Regions from separate parts of the Mus musculus genome. Here region 1 is linked to region 2. The links are chromatin contacts, called in public HiChIP or PLAC-seq maps. All regions are on one chromosome and are shown on one strand. Each heading gives the region's core, a stretch centred on a gene start, on an enhancer-like site or on the middle of the called end of the contact. The rest is flanking DNA. Distances are from core to core; before and after follow the strand shown. Region 1 has its middle 34 kb from the start of Gm46162. Region 2 has its middle 30 kb from the start of Gm36297.

Region 1 (4,639 bases), core at 1,581-4,080, 260 kb before region 2:
TTGTATTCCCCCCCCCCGCCCCCCCCGTGCACTGAGAGCCAACCCAGGGCCTAGTCAGAGGACATAATGCATTATGCATTTCTTTTTAAATTTGTGGGTGTTGTGCACATGTCTGTCTCTGTACCACATGCATGCCATCTCTGCAGCTCCCAACATAGATAGCATGATAGCACTCCTGAACAGCAGAGATCTGAAGTCTGAGACACTCACTGTGAGTGCATACTGTTCCTTTCCCCCTACCTCAGACTAAGCCAGACATGAGGTGGCTCCGTCTTTCTGCACTTGCTTGCTGAACACAGAGGGAAGTGACAGGGACGAGGCTGAGCCACGGGCAGGATGCTGTCCCTTCACCCTGACTCAACGATGTCTGCGCCAGCTTCCTTCCCTTTCTGCTGTTTCTCTTCCTGTTTGTGTTGGAGCCCTGGCAGGTCTCAACCTTCCTGCGTTCCATGGAAATAAACGTGTACGTTTGTGAGTGTGCGCTAAGATTGGTGTGGCCTCTTCAGGCAAAGCACAGTTCATTCTCCTTATGGGAAAAAGGAGAGTCTATCGGGCCAAACAGCAGCTTTCTCAATGGTGGCTCGTTTTTTGCCCGAGATAAACATCTTGGACAAATTAAGGCATCAAACCGTCTGCTCCCCTGTCCACTTCCCTCCTGGCTGCTGAGGAGGTGGTTAGAGAGCTTATTTTACCTCTCCTAATCAGGGCTGGCATTTCATCTTTGAGTTTAGTGCCAAACTTTACTTTTTTTTTTTTTTTTTTTGCCATTTTACTGCTTTGAACAGATAGCATCAGCTGGTTGGTGGCAGTAGTTGCTGTGGAGGTGCACGCCTTTAATCTCAGCATTCCAGAAACAGAGGCAGGTGGATCTCTGAGTTTAAGGCTAGCCTCATCTATAAAACATGTTCCAGGACCGCCAGGGCTATGCAGAGAAACCCTGTTTTGGAAAGCAAAGCAAAGCAAAGCAAAACAAAACAAAACAAAACACAAACAAAAAAATTACAAAATGAAGAATGGAAGAGAGAGACAGGATGTCTTACTCTGGCTCAGACCCCATTGTCTTTCTCTTGAAAGTGGTAGGATTATGAATGTGGCACCAAAGCCTTGCTTTTTTTTTTTTTTAATTATTTTTATTCCATTTTTCTGTGTGAGTACGTGCACTCATGTGTGTGGGGTCAGAAGGCAACTTATGGGTTGCTGAGAATGGCTTGATGATCCTTTCCTTCTGTCTCCTACACCCCAGGGACAGAAGTCAGGTCCTTGGGACAGTGGCATGTTCCTTTTCTTACGGGGCCATTGCTTTGTTCTTCATGTATAGAGGCATCTGCTCTAACTATAGACTGTTCATAGGATGGATTTTGTGAATGCATATATTTAAAAAAGGTAGACTTTCTCCCCTGCCTGAAAATTTTATTTCCCAAGAATTAGTTTTTATTCTGATTTAGATTTCTTAATAAGACCGAGGTGAGAGCTCTGACATTAGAGACAGTTCATTAATTGTTCCATTGTTTGTATGTCCCAGACTGGCTGTGTGACTATGTGCTAATTACAGACCTAAGTGGCAATTTCCAGGAATCCATGGGCTGAATACACAAGGCTTTAGCCTCCTCTTCTCTAATGTTTGTATTAAGATTGGATTTAAAAAAAAAAGAACTATCTTATTATGGGACTCTTTAGGCAATCTCCATGATCCATGATATTATTACTTTAAATATTTTGATTTTCGCTTCTCTCTCAGAAGATGATAGTAGTACTCCTTCAGTTTGGGAGTCAGTTTGAAAGACAAAAATATGTGCAGTTAAGCATTAGTCCCTCGTTTTAAAAGTAACCTTCTGATGAGCAATTATGACATGTCTATTCTAGTAAAATATTTGACCCTATGTTTCTAGCATTTGAAAACCTATCAGCCAGTGCACCCTGTGTGACTACCAGCCCTGACTTCTCTTCACACACACTTCCCTGATATAGAGATCAGGGTTCAGATGTAGGTATAGGCCAGCAGCAGCAGCAGCAGCAGCAGCAGCACCCAGCACTTGGGAGCTGTAAGCAGGAGGATCAGGAATTCAAGACCAGGCTTAGCTATATAGCAAGTTTGAGGCTACACGAGGCCCTATCTCAGAAAACAAATAAACTGAACAGTATGGAGGAAAGCAGGATCTTGAAATGGCCAGACCCCTGCAAGCCTTTTCAGTTTGTTTGCCCAGCTACCACCACATTGGTCCCTCTGCTCTCTTTGAACTTCCCCCCAAAATGTTCCTCTGTCTCAGAACAGAACTGATAGAATGAATATATATTACACACAGGACTGATTGGATTAGCATTCTTGGACTATAATAAGTACTCCAGCCCAGCCATCTGCTCAGGGTGGAGCCCGAGAACCTGATAACTGCTTCATCCTCGAGGGTTGATAACCCAGAATCCCAACCATGAGCTGAAGGCCTGGAGGGTTCTTGGAGAGCCACTGCTCTTCAGTTAATGCTGCAAGGGCAGGGAGCTGGGTTCTGATGTAGGTATAGGTTAGCAGCAGCAGGAGAAGCAACAGTGTAGACGCCTTGTAAGCAAGAAGTAAAGCCCAGCAGGCAAAAAGCAACTTTTCCCCTGAAACCTCCTTCTCTACGGGCCAGAGCTAGAAGGTGCTACCCACTCTAGGGGAGGGTCATTCCTCTCAGCTAATTCTCACCAGAAAAAGTCCCCACAGGCCCGTCTCTTAGCTGATTCTAGACCCAGTTGCATTGACAACCATGGTTAGTCATCACGTCCTTGCCCTGTGATGCTCTTGCTGTAGGTGTCCCTTACTCCCTTGTCTTCCTCTTTCCAGGTTTTGCTTTGAGTCAGGCCTCTCTATGTGGCTCAGGCTTCAAACTTGCCATCCTCATATCTCAGCCTCTCAAATGCTGAGCTTAGAGACGAACCACTGTGGCTCACCACAGCCAAGCTAATCCCTATGCGCGCGCTCGCACACACACACACACACACACACACACACACACACACACACACACACACAGACAGACAAAATTCTTGTCACCATCTCATATTAAAGTTCCTCAACTTTGGCTCTAGATATTTGGGGATAGTTCTTTTTTGCTGAGTTGTGTCTTTAGAGATATCCCTATCTACTGAACATCCATCCATCTTCAAGTTGTGATAGCCAGAAGTATCTCTAGCTATTGACAGATATCACTCGCTCCTGGTCGCAGTGGAGAATCAAGGCTGACATAGCAGGCATTGCAGAGTGTTTCCCCCTTCTTCCTCACTAAGATTTATGAGAGCTTTATGAGAGCAGGACTTTCCACCTCTATTCTCCACTTGACAGTTCAACACAGATCACCAGTGAAGGAGGTAACCGACCGGTGCCCGCCTTCTCTCATTCTCCTGCGGGCACATTGGCCTTTCTTCTGCCTTTCTCCATCTGAACTCATTCTCTGTCTGTGGGCCTCTTCCATTCAGTTCCAATTCCAGACCCACTCTGTTTGCAGGTCTCTGTCTCTTTGCTACTGAGGTATCTGATCAAATGTCTCTTGCCAGTGTCTTCCCTGCTCTCCCTATCCTACCTCACCGGTGCTCCAAGCCTGTAGCTAGTGTTTCTTCATTGCACTTTCTGATTGCATTTACCCTTGAAGTCATCTCACTTCTTTAAAAACATTCATTTTTATTATATTTAATTACGTGCATGTGTGTTGGTCTGTATGCAGGCATGTATATGTGCCTGTGAGTGTCTGCAGAGGCCAGAGGTGCTGGGTTCCCTGGAGTTGGAGATCCAGGCAGTTGTGAGTTGCCCTATGTAGGTGCTGGGAGCTGAATGCTCTGCAAGAGGATAATGTGCTCTGGACTGCTGAGCCATCTCTTCAGCCCTCTGACCTCCATACCATGTCATGGACCAATCTTGTCCTAATAGACAAACATGTAGATCATACACACACACAGAGCACGCATACACAAAAATAAATATTGGTAAGTTAAAAGCTCATTGAAATTATTAATGTTAACGGTTCTTGGTTTTACACATTTGAAATCCCACACATGTGATAGCTCTGCATTTGCTACCTCCACCAAGCCTTAGTTCATTCCAGGTCCCATGTGGTAGAGGGAGAGAACCAAGTAATGCATTGTCCTCTGATCTCCTCACTTGTGCCCTGGCCTGTGAGTGGGCATACACACACACACACACACACACACACACACACACACACACACACAGCCAACACATGCACATACACATGCACAATAAAAGGCATTAATATAATCACTGTGAAATGATAATTGAGGACTTCTGCTTATCTGAAATATAGACAGAAAACTCAAGTAAAATCTTAAAATATGCTAAGAATGTGATTTTATCAGACTAAAGAAGCTTAAAACCTTGAAAATTTTCAGTTCTCCCCTACACTTAGAGGTAATGTAAGATTTTTTTCCCTCTACTTTTTTCCCCTGTACTTTTTGCAATTTCTATCATGAGGGAGCTCTCTACATAGCCACTGTTTACTGAGTACCTACTGTGTGCTACCTTTTCTCATTTAATGCTCACAGCTTCCTTTCGAGGCATTGAGAGGGTATGGTGGGGTTCAGAGAATCAGCTTGCTGGAGAAAGACTGTCAAGGGAAGAGCAGAGCTGAGGCAGAAAGCAGGGTTTGAGTTC
Region 2 (4,476 bases), core at 1,172-3,671:
CCCAATTTACTTGTATAAATTTAGGAATTCTATAGAATCATCATTAGGAATTATGAATTCATCAGTTTGTCGACATAGTGTTACTACAAGAAACTACATCTTCATCGACCTGCAGAATATCTGTCCAATAGGGTAACTAATGCCCAGGAATCATTAGACTATATAATAACGACAGGAAAGACGTAACAACAAGAAGAAGCAATCCTGAGACCGTGCCTCGGAGCTCACCCGTCACAGGCCATCTCCAGAACTCACTTGCTGTATAGTCTTTCCCAGATGGCTCTTGACAAATGGTCACACTCACCCCACTTCAGGCTCTTGTTCTATCCAATTTCTGCTCACTCCCTTCTTACTCCCAACCAGTCCCCTTGCCCTTCATGTCTTTTTTGGTGCAGGTCTTGTGCAGACAACCACGGTTGCGGTGTGTTCATGGTTGTCCTGGCTGTGCTATTCCCAGAATACCTCGTTTCATAGCCCCCTCCCCATCCTCTGATTCTTAGGATACCTCTGCTCCTTCTTCCACTGTGGTATCTTGGGTTTGCAGGTGTGTGTTATAACTGTCCTGTGTAGGACTGAGAACTCAACAGTCGCTGATTTTAGCACTTTGACCAATTACACATTTCTGCATTACCTGTCACCTCTTGTAAAAAGAATCATCTTTAATCAAGGCTGAGAACAGAAGTAATCTATGGGTCTAAACAATGCATATTTAGAAGGCAGTTTGGCCACATGTCGATTCATCAAAACATCTGTAGTAATAGTGCTCTCCCACCAGACACACACACACACACACACGTATATGTAATATTTATAAGAACATATATATTATATATAAAAATATATTCTTTAGTAATAAAATATTTGAATGATAAATATTTCAATTAAAAAGCAACTTGTGCGCACATTGTGATTCTACATTTATAAATTAAAAACTACCTTAATATGTTCAGTAAATAAACATTAAGACCCTGCTATGCATATAACAGACTTATAGATATTGATATGTGTAAATGTGTGTGCACTCATGCACATGTATATAGTTGTTAAAAATTCTAACGTTATTTATAGTTTACAATTTCCAAAGAAAACATATTAACTTTCTTTTATAAAATAAACTTTATTATAAAAAAAGACCTTGCAATTAAATAAAAAAAAAAGTGGCATACCAAAGTCAACCAGAACTAAAGTCTTTACAACTTAAGCAACATATGGTTAGAACTGGCATTCAAAATCCTGAGCATATATGTATATATGTAGGTACAGCATAAAATGAAGAAAAAGAACAAGAAAGGGTAAATATTAGGGAAGAGTGAGTACCGAATGCAGGGAATGCTCTCTCTCTCTCTCTCTCCCCTCCCCCCCCCCAATTTGGTGGTCGATATGGGCATAAAACACTTTTGCTACTGAGAGGGTAAAATTTAACATGAAGGTTTTCACGGCTTCCTCTTCAAATGCAGTCATAGGCTTACTGCTCCAGTAAGCACATGGGTGGCCACCAGTGGATCAGCTTCAGAGCCAGTCAGAAAGTGTCATATCACTCACGGCTCTCAAAGCCATGTCACTATTGTACCAGTAGTCAGATCTCGTCTGGCAGGTGGGTATTGTAGCCTTCAGGTCTCACAGCTGGGAAAGGCCATAGATGAATTTTCTCTAGCAGACAGTATAGAACCATCGGCTACCATGAATGCTAACTAATAGAGAGGAAGCGTCCAGATTGGTTCCCGTCTGACTTCTCTGTGCCCTGTGTATGCTGTTCTTGTGAAAGGCTCTTACCATCTAGCTTCTCAGGCAAGAAGAGTAAGGGCAGAGCCTGTTTTATTTGGGAAGCTTCTGGGAGCTCCCTGGTCAACAACTCCCTATATTCCAGCATTTATACTAAAAACTACTTAGAGCAGTGACTAGGTATCCCCTGAGAAAGCGCTAGAGATGCTATTTGACTCAATACTGGATAGATCAGGCACTGGAATGGAGAGGGATTGTACGGGCCTAGCGTTTCCCTCTTGTCCACATCTCCCTATGATTCTAAGATTCTAATGCACTCTTTGAGAACCGATAGCCACACTGTCAGGTTAGTGGCTGATCACTTGACATGGGATGACAGCCCAGAGCTTGCTCCAGGAGGGGGTGTCTCATCCTCTCCGCTTCCCCAGAGAGCTAGCACGAGTTTAGCAATATGAAAGCTTCCTGCCCGTTTTTAGTTTAAAACAGGGCACATAGGCTGCTTAAGTAAACAGGGAGCATTTGAACTAAATTTAATCGGGATGTTGTGGTGGATTGTTCTCTCCGGTTGACAGTCTTGCGTCTCTCCGCTTCGACTTTCCTCCATAACAGGAAGTGGAAGTTCTGAAGCACCGCAGAGGCTGCTCTTGGTATTTCCGGGCTCGCTGAGACCAGAGAAAGGCGGAAGAGACAAATCCTTCTTGTTAGATAACATTCCGGGTTGATTTCTAAACCAGAGTGCACAGGATCAAAGGTCTCCTAGGTACAGATCGGCATCCCAAACTTTGATGCTTATCTAAGCAAACCACTTTCAACTTTCCTCAACCGGTTTTAGTGGGCAGGTACCTGAGATAAGAGAAAGTCTGTTCTGAGGAATGAGGGCAGGGCTCCCACCTAGAGGCTGAAAGTCCCGACATTGCAGTCTGTGGTCACCTGGTTACCTTTTCTCTTTTTCATGACAGAGGTAATCAAAACCTCTAATAACTTGCAGACGAGGGCTTAGAAACTGCAGTGGGCATGGAGAAAACCCTTTCACTCAAGGGTTCTCCCAGTGCAGCAAAACAAACAAACAAAACAGCACCAATACCCTGCCCCCCAAAAGATCTTCTAGGATTTCTTTCAAGAATTTTACCAGAAGCTGAGGCTAAGTGACCGCCCCCGCCGGTTCTATGACATCTAAACCAAGGGAAAGCACACCGAGTTAGAACAGTCACAGCGTTCTATTTCTATTTCCTAGACTTTTGGATGGGAGCCTGGCTTTTAATGGCCGAGCCATCTTTCCAGCCCCGTGTTTCCTAGATTTTATGTTTTAGGTTATCTTTTTCCTTTCTCTTATTTGTTTCTATAGGGGAAAAATGTTTTCACGAGAAGAAATTTAGATTACTTTGAAAACAATGAAGCTTCTGAAATTTGTGAATTAGACATGAGGGTTTGTTGAGTAATGGGGAAACTGAGGAAGCCCACTCATCCGAAAAGGAAGCAAGAGTTTTCAGTTCTTACTGACACTTGCATGGTACGTCATCCATTGCCGCAGCCAAGCAAAGTAAACCTGATAGATTGGGTGTACTTTAGATTGAGTTTTCCCTCTGGGTCCGTTATGGAGCACTTAAAGAAAACTTAAAGCGTAACTGTATGGCTTTCCCCTTCCTTCCTTCCAGCTCCTCCTATATGCCACCCCCAACTCCCTCTCAAATTGATGGTGTCTTTTCCTATAATAATTATTGTTACACACGCACACACACCCGCACGCACATGCACACGCACGCACACAGACGCACAAGTAGAAATAAGGAACCCAGGGCTTTGCAACCTTAGACCACTGTGGAGGTTTGCAGAATGTATCTCAACACATAGCCAGTTTAATTTGGTCTGAGAAAACCAGACACGTGACATCTTACAGTTCACTCTTTAGGTTTTCTTTTTTTTTTTTTTTTTTTTTAATTTTTTTTTCCATTTTTTATTAGGTATTTCGCTCATTTACATTTGCAATGCTATACCAAAAGTCCCCCATAGCCACCCACCCCCTCTCCCCTACCCACCCACTCCCCTTTTATGGCCCTGGCGTTCCCCTGTACTGGGGCATATAAAGTTTGCGTGTCCAATGGGCCTCTCTTTCCAGTGATGGCCGACTAGGCCATCTTTTGATGCATATGCAGCTAGAGTCAAGAGCTCCGGGGTACTGGTTAGTTCATAATGTTGTTCCACCTATAGGGTTGCAGATCCCTTTAGCTTCTTTGGTACTTTCTCTAGCTCCTTCATTGGGGGCCATGTGATCCATCCAATAGCCGACTGTGAGCATCCACTTCTATGTTTGCTAGGCCCAGGCATACTCTGACAAGAGACAGCTGCAGGGTAGAGAGGCTAACACCGGCTTCACAGCCAACAGTGCTGTCTGCGTCACACAGACTCTTTCAGCATCAGGTCCTGCCGAAGAAGCCCAGTGTACACCACCCCATGGGTTAAAACTTTTCGTTTGAACACAGAGACTTGACTCCTGGAGTGTTTCTTACTTTCATGTGCTTACACACCACCTACCTCTGACTGTTTCTTTCTTCACAACTCATAGCAGGCAATACTCACTCTCTTTATACAGAATCTCACAATTTCTTGTCATTTCTGTCATTTGCAGTGACCAGACTGATCCTATCAGCACATGAATCACACCCCTGTCAAGCCTCTGCTTAAAAATAGGGATTCTTATCCCACTATGGATTCCTCTTTCATTCCGAAGAAAAGCACAAATCCTTGAGGGAGCCC

The links. HiChIP or PLAC-seq counts read pairs in DNA pulled down with a chosen protein or histone mark.
Region 1: an H3K4me3 HiChIP or PLAC-seq map of bone marrow-derived macrophages shows a contact between it and region 2, with 3 times the contacts expected there. The contact joins two enhancer-like sites. A contact is called at or near these places in 1 of 484 Hi-C or Micro-C datasets (the HPC-7 cell line), 3 of 115 datasets of contacts at active chromatin or transcription factors (bone marrow-derived macrophages, fetal liver and stem cell-derived neural progenitor cells) and 1 of 9 other capture datasets (embryonic stem cells).

Annotation. Positions count from the first base shown.
Region 1 is chr1:151,283,427-151,288,065 of GRCm38.p6, reverse strand. No RefSeq gene overlaps it. Among named protein-coding and RNA genes, the nearest start is that of Gm46162, 34 kb to the right of the region's middle. Within about 2 kb of position 2,830, at least 24 of the 459 cell types and tissues checked have an H3K27ac peak or open chromatin away from gene starts, as enhancers often do. A contact at or near this core is called in bone marrow-derived macrophages, where this site is marked.
Region 2 is chr1:151,023,231-151,027,706 of GRCm38.p6, reverse strand. No RefSeq gene overlaps it. Among named protein-coding and RNA genes, the nearest start is that of Gm36297, 30 kb to the left of the region's middle. Within about 2 kb of position 2,421, at least 90 of the 459 cell types and tissues checked have an H3K27ac peak or open chromatin away from gene starts, as enhancers often do. A contact at or near this core is called in bone marrow-derived macrophages, where this site is marked.